2 separate regions of the Zea mays genome follow, and region 2 is linked to region 1. A link is a contact called in public Hi-C data. All regions are on one chromosome and are shown on one strand. The core of a region is the stretch at or near the end of the contact, and the rest is flanking DNA. Distances in the headings are between cores, read along the strand shown. Region 1 has its middle 98 kb from the start of LOC103637029. Region 2 holds the start of LOC103635403 (probable protein ABIL4).

The links. Hi-C and Micro-C count contacts between places; a contact is called where the count stands out from the background.
Region 2: a contact with region 1 is called in a Hi-C map of leaf, with 3 times the contacts expected there. The contact joins the promoter of LOC103635403 here to the enhancer-like site in region 1. A contact is called at or near these places in 4 of 25 Hi-C or Micro-C datasets (endosperm, leaf and tassel).

The regions. Positions count from the first base shown.
Region 1 is chr8:76,873,605-76,877,771 of Zm-B73-REFERENCE-NAM-5.0, reverse strand. No RefSeq gene overlaps it. Among protein-coding and RNA genes, the nearest start is that of LOC103637029, 98 kb to the left of the region's middle. Within about 2 kb of position 1,686, at least 11 of the 20 cell types and tissues checked have an H3K27ac peak or open chromatin away from gene starts, as enhancers often do. A contact at or near this core is called in endosperm and leaf, where this site is marked.
Region 2 is chr8:77,158,199-77,162,365 of Zm-B73-REFERENCE-NAM-5.0, reverse strand. It overlaps LOC103635403 (probable protein ABIL4), which reads right to left and starts at 2,158. Exons shown (of 9, transcript XM_008657858.4): 1 at 1,577-2,158; 2 at 1,354-1,436; 3 at 557-707; 4 at 370-469; 5 at 192-275; 6 at 12-81. The coding sequence starts at 1,705.

The DNA of each region.
Region 1 (4,167 bases), core at 437-2,936:
CAGGTCCAGTCAGCGAATACACATTCTTATAGTGGATCCCACACCGTACCCCGGCAATGCCGCCACGCCGCAGCGACCGGCGACCGGCGGCGACAAGGTATGAAAGAGACGCCGCTGGTCCTGGATGTTTTCAAAAGCTAGAAAGAACGAAATACAGAAAAAAAAAAAGACGGAGACCAGGAAGGAAATGATGCCGCTGGTCGCAGCGTGCACCTGGACCGGACTGCTCGACATTGCATCTAGCTAGCTCTCCTTTCTCGCTCCGGCGGCCAGCAGCTCTGCATGCAGCATGCACACGGCCTGCCGGGCCGGCTGCGACTGCGACGAACCCCTCGTACGGTCGCCCGTGCACCAGGCGGCGCGCGCCGCAGCGAACGAAGACCAGCGCAAGCTTTCTGCAGCATGCGCCGCCCGATTCCGATCCGGCGGCGTTCACATCGTCGTCAAGGCGTCAACGTCGGACGATGCAGGCTTAATTATTTGGTTTTTTTTTGTACACTTTTCCACTAGCGTCAAAATTACCGGCCGGTTCTTTCCAAAGTCATGCGTTGGCTCCTGTCCTTTGTTTCATTCATTGTTTTATATATATATATATATATATACCACTCCTCCTATACGTACGGCTGTCTAAACGTATGTAATGGAGTAAAGTGCACCCGCTAGCGCTTTAGCGGTCCTCAAACTCGACCTCCTCATCTCCAATAGATTCTTTATTTTTGACTCTCTATTTAACTCTCTATCTAATTTTTCATAATGGTTGCACTCTATATGTAGCATCTCACTCCCATAGACTATCTATTTAGTTTTGCTAGTCAGATGACTAGCCAAATTTAGCTAATGAGAGAGCTAATTTAGAGAGTCAGAAAGCTTGACGAGTCAAATAGCTAATCTGTTGGAAAGTTATTTTGCTGTTGAATAGTCAAAATTTAGCTTGGCGAGTCATTTAACTAGTATCTTGAAGATGCTAAATGGATGCTTGAACTTGACGCTCCATATAAAACCGTTGAAAAAAAGGGTTTGTTCAAACCAAATGCTGACGTGACTTTGAAATCATTTGGATTCCTAAACTTGGCATTTTATGTCACTTAGATCTTCAAACTTGGTATTTTTGTGTCACTTGAATCATCAATCTTTCATTAGCAGCATGCTTCAACATGGCACGTCACGTCGGTATCCGGTTTAAGCACTTCTTATTTTAAACAGTTTTACACGGGTCGATCAAGTGACAAGAGCTGTTCTTTTAGTTTTCGATAACCGCTACGTACGTGTGCAGCCACAGAGACCTCATGCAGTTGGGCAAGTGCACCAAAATCACACTTGTGATGGAAGGAACGAGAGCTTCTAGGAATATAATCAGCTTTTTGCTAGCTGTTTGGGCAAATTAATTGTCGACCGATGCGAGTAGTCCTGAAAACTAATTTAATAAAGCTATTTTCAGAACGAGTAGAAAATTAAAGAAAGAAGCCTCGCGGGTCGCCATCTGTCCACAACAGGGAGCACGTCCATTTTCCGAGACGTGCAGGAAGAAGCAACAGATCCAAGACACGCAAAAGGCGGGAGGACAATGCAGCGACGTACGAAGCACGTATGCAATGCACGCACCTAGCAGCTAGCTACACTACGGTTTGTTGTGTGCTGGATGACTCCACTGCCCACTAGTAGCTCGTTTCCCATGTCTATGTTCCCAGTCGTACGTCCCAATGCAAGCCTCACTTCATACACGTTCTTTGCGTAAGAAGAACACGTACGACCACTACAGTAACATCGATCAGTTACCTGGCTTATTAGCTAGAGGAAGAGTCAAACACGGAGCTATAGAGTGATGATACATTGACAGGTATGGAAAATTGTCCATTGTTTCAGTGAAGACAAGCTGCCAGCTAGCACAACATAAACGTGTCTGTGTCACTCCAAGACAAGCTGTTTATTAGGCTGGATCGGATGGAGCGCTAGTCAGTTTCTTCATCTGCCTGGCTAGCTGTGGACTTGTGGTGATCTTAGTTTCTATGTATAGATTGATGATGCCTCAACCTCAATTCGTCAACATGAGTACTTGTGCCCTGGATGCATCCTTTCCTTGGAAAGTCAAAGCTTGAGAAAGACAGAGAGATCCATAGCATAATCTGTTCCGTGCATGTGTAATATATTCAGGTTAGAGAACTACCGTCCCACCTCATTTCACTATCGGAATCCGTCTCTTTGTCGAGTACTTTTTGTCGGGCACTCTGGCTCTTTGCTGAGTGTCGCACTCAGCTAAGTCCTACTCTAGATAACGAACACATTTATCGAGAGCAGGACTCTCGGCACAGACAGACACTCGGCGAACGTTGACATTCAGTAAAGGGCCGTCAGCAACCATCTATATCTGACAACCGTTATTTTTGCCAAGCGCAAGACGTTGACACTTGGCAAAGAAGGTACTTTGCCGAGTGTCGTCCGGCTAACACTAGGCAAACTATGCTTTGCCAAGTGCCTTACTTAGACACACGGTAAAGTATATTTCCATTTTTTTTTCTAGCCAAATTTTTTGTGTTTGTTCCTACACTATATAGACTTACATGTTCCATTTTTGGCATAATTATAAAAGTGTTTGCTATAACTATTAGATTTTGTTCGTTTAATTGAATTTCCTCTAATAATTCAAATTTGAACTGCAATTCACTCGAAAAATGAAAAATTGTGAATGCAAAAATGGTATTCATGTTACTTAGCACAAGTTACGGGCCATTTCAGGAGCAGACCGGAATTTTCGAGCACAATGCTCACTAAACATGACCGTAAACTTGCCATCCAGTTGTTTAAAAATTGTATAAAACACAAAGTCAAAAAATCATGAAACTTGTGCACATGTCATGATATCATATGTAGAGGCTGTGATATAAAATTTGAGAATGTTTTGAAAAAGTTGTGATGCGCTATGTGTAGAAACCTAAGTCTCCCACATCGGGGAGAACATCTGGGAGGTGCTGCCGAAACTCTGTCTCGGATCGGAGTAGAGCAGGGAAACTAACCCCGTCTATGCAACCGCGGGTGGGATTAGGACATGCATATCCTCACCTATTAGAAGGAAGGAACGTAGGCACTACACTTGAGGTTAGGGTTAGAAATAAATTCGGAGTGTGGAAGATAGTTCTCCTTTCTATGAGTTGCTCAATCAATGCGGATAACCTTGGGAGCAGACTCAAATCAATGTGAGCAAGTGAACTTTTAGAGAGAGGAAGGAAAGGGAAACAAATCAAGTGAAGATCAACACAAATGAACACAGTGATTTGTTTACCGAGGTTCGGTTCCAAAGAACCTAGTCCCCGTTGAGGAGACCACAAAGGCTGGGTCTATTCCAACCCTTTTCCTCTCTCAATCGATCACATAGACCGATCGAGGCTTCTCCTTAATCACTTGGGTCACTAAGACCCCGCAAGGATCACCACTGGCAGTGTCCGGTGCGCCATTAGCAGCACCTCTACTTGTCTTTGCTCCAAACTTTGTAGAGTCCCTGTTGGGGGTCTGCTTATTCACCAAAGGTCCTCCAAGCAAAAACACCTTCGGCAGTATGATATGCGAACTGACACAGCATGAAGGCACAAGCCGAAGCTACAACCTAGAAAGCTTCGACATAATGACGCGCAAGGAAAAGATCGTTCAGTCCCTAATAGTTTGTGTCACATTTGTAATTTATTGTTAAGGACATAAATGTAATTTTGACCGGGCTGCGTCCCGTGCCTATAAATAGGTGAACAGTAACCCTGTACTATTCACACTGACTTGCATTCGTTCGCACGACACACCTGAGCTTTTACCTTCTGTCAAGCCGAAGGTATAAATGTAACTCAATATTGTTTATGTTTATTCATGATAATAAAATAAAATGCTCTGATAATGTCATATAATTATTCATGTTATTTTTCATGTTTCATATGCTTATACTTTCATTATTATATGCTGAGATGATGAAGGTTCGTCCTTCATGACCTTCGTCTGAAGATCATTATACCCTAAGGGAGATAATGCTTCGAAGGACGAAGGTCTTTAACTATTAATATTTTGTGTTGCCTTGTTCTCAACTCATAGCATTTGAGAACAAGTCCCCAGCATTGGCGCCCACCTCCGGTGAACTCACTTCCACTGTTGAGCTGATGGCTTCGTTCAACAACCAAGTCGTGGTACATT
Region 2 (4,167 bases), core at 909-3,408, 280 kb before region 1:
AGAATTCTTACGCAAATGTAGGCTTATGTGCGTTTGCTTTGGTGCTGTTCTCCGAAGACAGATGCCAGGAAAGGGTTTTTGCTGCACCAGCGAAATAGAAGAAAAAAATAACGTTTTTTTTTGTTTTGTTTTGTTTGCTTCATATGGTACATTGCATGCCTTGAAACTTCATCATGAGCAAGAAGACCCACCGGAGGGGTAAGGTCTAGGCTTGGATTCCTGATCAGTGTCCGCTTGCAGGTGTCCATTTGCCAGGGATCTTTTATAACCAGTGGCTAGCTTGGCAGGAAAAAAATTGAGAGTCAAAATTCAGCACCCTTTCTTTTGTAATCAAACAGTGTATGAGCTCTTGGTTTCGCAGTCACTTACGGGGTAAGATGTAGTGCTTGTGGTGCTTGATGTTTGCTCCCATCATCTGCTGCTGCCTGAGGCCTTCTTTGTCTGTGTAGACTTGGCATGTGAAGATTTGCTGCAGATTTGGAGATAGATCGTCAGCAATTGAACTGGCATGGTTTCATCGCTGCAAGATGCAAGTACTGAAGATAAGTGTGATTACCTGGTTCAGGCGTGCGACTTTCAGTTCATATGTCGACACCTCGGAAGCTTGCTGCTCGAAAAGATCGGTCAGTTTGTACGCAACAGTACCCAGATGATCAACCGCGTTGACGACGGCTCGTAAGGCATAGTCTTTCAGGTTGTCCAGCACCCTGACATAAATTAACAGCTTCAGCTGTCATAATATGACCTGAATGTTACAGTTCAACATGTCCTGTGTTGAAATAAGAGTATATACTGCAAGCTCGAGTTCAGTACACTATCGACTCATCATTAATAAAAGAAAAGATGTGAAAGTCTGCACCCTATATTTCTGAAATTTATTCTGCACTGTCAAACAAGACTACAAGAGGGGGTCCCCGTTGCTAAAATTTCAATGCAGTGACAAAATTCAGACTACGAACAGTACAGGGACAGTTGTCAGGTAACTCCAAAACTCCAGATGATACCAAAAAATTATATCTTTCTCTAGCCAGTAGAGTTTGTTTTCTAGCCACATCTCACACATCAAGTCCCTTCCTCACACCTGTTGCCGTCCTTGCCTTAGTTGGCTCAGTCGTCTACACCTATCATAGGTAGTTGGGTGTAGTTGCTACCAGCACATGCTGCACCCACGCTTCGATTGGATCCTTCAACCCTTAGGCGAAATGACAAAACAGTGCTAGATACAGCATGCAAGATGCAATTGTACGAAGAGCAACCATGGCTGGGCGCCGTGGTAAGACTAGGAAGTGAGTAGTAGTGATTCCTTCTCCCTTTGTGTGGCAGTAAAATGCAGGAGCAGGGAACGCGACTCACTTCTGCTTCTGCTCGCTGTGGAGGTAGGACTTCTCGCAGTACTCGGAGGCGGTGTAGAGCTGCGGCCGCAGGTTCTTGAGCTCCTGCGCCATCATCACGAAGCAGAAATCCAGCCGGATCCCCGGTGAGACAGAGCAGGGACAGCCTTTTCCTTTTAGAAAAAAAGGGAGGATTTTTGTGCGTGCGCGTGTATGGATCTAGGAATGCGGGGTTCGGGGAGCACCTGCAGGGCCTTGATGAAGCTCTTGCTACGTTCCATGGACGCCTCATCCACGGTGGTGGCGCCGGCCCTGGCCCCCGCGACCCCGCCCCAGGAGCCGGGCGCCGGCGGGTATTGCTGCGGCGGCTGCATTCCCCCCTCTTCCGCTCCGGCGGTGGGCGTCCGGCGAGGGGAGGAAAGAACGGGCGCCGGCAGGGGGAGGGGGAGGGGGAGGGCAGGAGGCGGCGAGGTCAAGTCAAGTAAGCGCTCCACTGGCGCTCGGTGGGCAGAGTGGGGTGGAGGGGAAGCGAGCGATGCCTCGCCAACTCCCACTCGACGCAAGCTTATTCTACTGCCAGTTCCACCACCGCCAGTCTCTCTCCTGTTGACTCTTCGCGCGTGGGCGTGCGCGTGTTGCTGTCGAGCGCTGGCGGTGGTCCGCGGAGGAGGAGGGGTCCCGGAGGAGCGACCGCAGCGGTGGCTTTGATGGCGACGGACGCGGGGCCGCCGTCGCCGGTCTGGTCTCGAGTGGATTTGCTTGGCTTGGTGCCTAGCCTAGCAGGGAGATTTTTTCGATTTGGCAGGGGAATCATTGCTCACTCATCGCCGCCTCGCTGGTGGTTTTGGCTGCTTCGCTTGTCTGCCTCCGACTGACCACCGCACTGACTGTACCCGCCGTAGATTGATCTTCGCTTTCTCTGTGAACGCCGTTTTCACCGCAAGATTTTCATGCTGCGTTCCCATTTCGATTCCTTCGATGGTAACGAAACAATTAATATGGGATCTATATGATCATAACGTTAATATCAGATTCCTACAATAACGACATAATGATGATCCTAAGCCAAAAAATCTGGAATCATAATCAAAAGGCTACGTGGGATGAATAGATTTACGAGAATCTATAGATTTCTCTAGTTTAATCCAGAACATACTTTTATCTTTTTTTAAAAAAAATTATGTCATCTAGATTTTTAGAAATTATTATTCGGTTACTACTGTTTATAGGGTTGAATCGTTTTATTTTCTATCTAATTTGTCGCTCGACTCTCACTCCATGACACCTCCTAGCGACAGCTAAAGTTGCCATCATCTCTCTACACTCGATTTTGGAGGTCAATGATGTGGCTTTGTTGTCCCTGAACATTATACATTTTTCTCATCTACTCTTCGCTCATCATCCCCCATCCACGATGCTCGTCCATATATGATGCTATCCCTTTCAACATCTCTCTAGACTCCACATTGATATTCCATGACTGAGAGGCTTCATACCAATGGAAGACGATGACGCAACACCTATCGCTTCAGCTATTGTCACTGCCATACACGCTACTCGTATAGGATGCTTTGTATACACTAGATTGGGCATGACTACAACCACAACGTTTGGGTATAGCGTTGTGGGCATATACCCCCACGACAAAGCGTATCACCCCTTGCCGATGATATCATGCTATCGAATTGACTCATTCGAGAGGCCAGGGTGGTCCCCCCCTGCCATGTTGCCAAGCTATCATACTATTATAGAATCTATAGTTGACAATTGTTTCAACCAAATAGATTTTAGCTTTCCCATAGCCATCAGCTCATAACAGCCCCCTCATAGCTTGTAGCTAAAATCAGATTTTTAGGAATCAATAGCTGAACCAAACACACTGTTAGCCACCATTATGTTCTTCCGTGAACGCTTATCTTGGAATCCTCAACAAATGCTAGGAGCTTTCGGCCACTGTCAGATCCTTCTGTGAACACTCGAGGGCCTGGCACAATCCCATAACCTCTAATGAGTATTGGGAGCTCTAGCCACTATTAGGTCCTCCCATGAACATTCGTAGCTACAGATCTCTATAATCATCCTCAGTGAATGCCGAGAGTCCCTCATAGTAAAGGGCTCTCCCGTGAACATTTAAAGATCTCATTATTGTTAGGGCACATAGTGAATGTCGTGAGCCCCGACTTCTGTTGGGGCCTGTACTGACTCAGAGCAGGGGAGGTGCAGCTCCTCTTAGTGAGTCGGGTGAGTCGTAGCGACAGAGATAGAGCCTGTGGGTGCCCTCTTAGAGACTGTTGTCCATCCGATCCCTGGCCCCTTTGAGTTGGGCTTATCTCGCCATGCTACTCGCCATTTCCAATGACCAATCTACTTCATTAGTAAAGTCCTCCACATCAATAAGACTAGGTAACCAGAGATGCATAAACTAATATATGTGGTCCTTGTTGCATTCAAGAAGCTCCAACACTATTTCAGGTGCATATAATTTTAGTGGTTACATATTTTCCATTAAGAGCTGAAAGAAAATGTGCCCTTGGGCTATTTCTAAGTGTTTTGGTAATCAAGTGCCTAACACATCACTTTGATCTAACATACAATTGTGAGTATGAGCTCAGAGTCAAAGGAGAAGCAAATTGAGGATTGTAAAGATAATTTGCAAACTCTAGAATCCTGGAGAAACGAAGGTATGATTCTAGCACTTAGTAAATTATTTTTGGCACTAACTATGCTCTACTAAGTGCTAGGGATCTTCTCAAATCGAGAGAAATTCAAATGGAGAAGTTTGGCTAAGTCTAGCCAAACTTGCACCATCATGCGGTGCAGCGGACTGTCCGGTGTG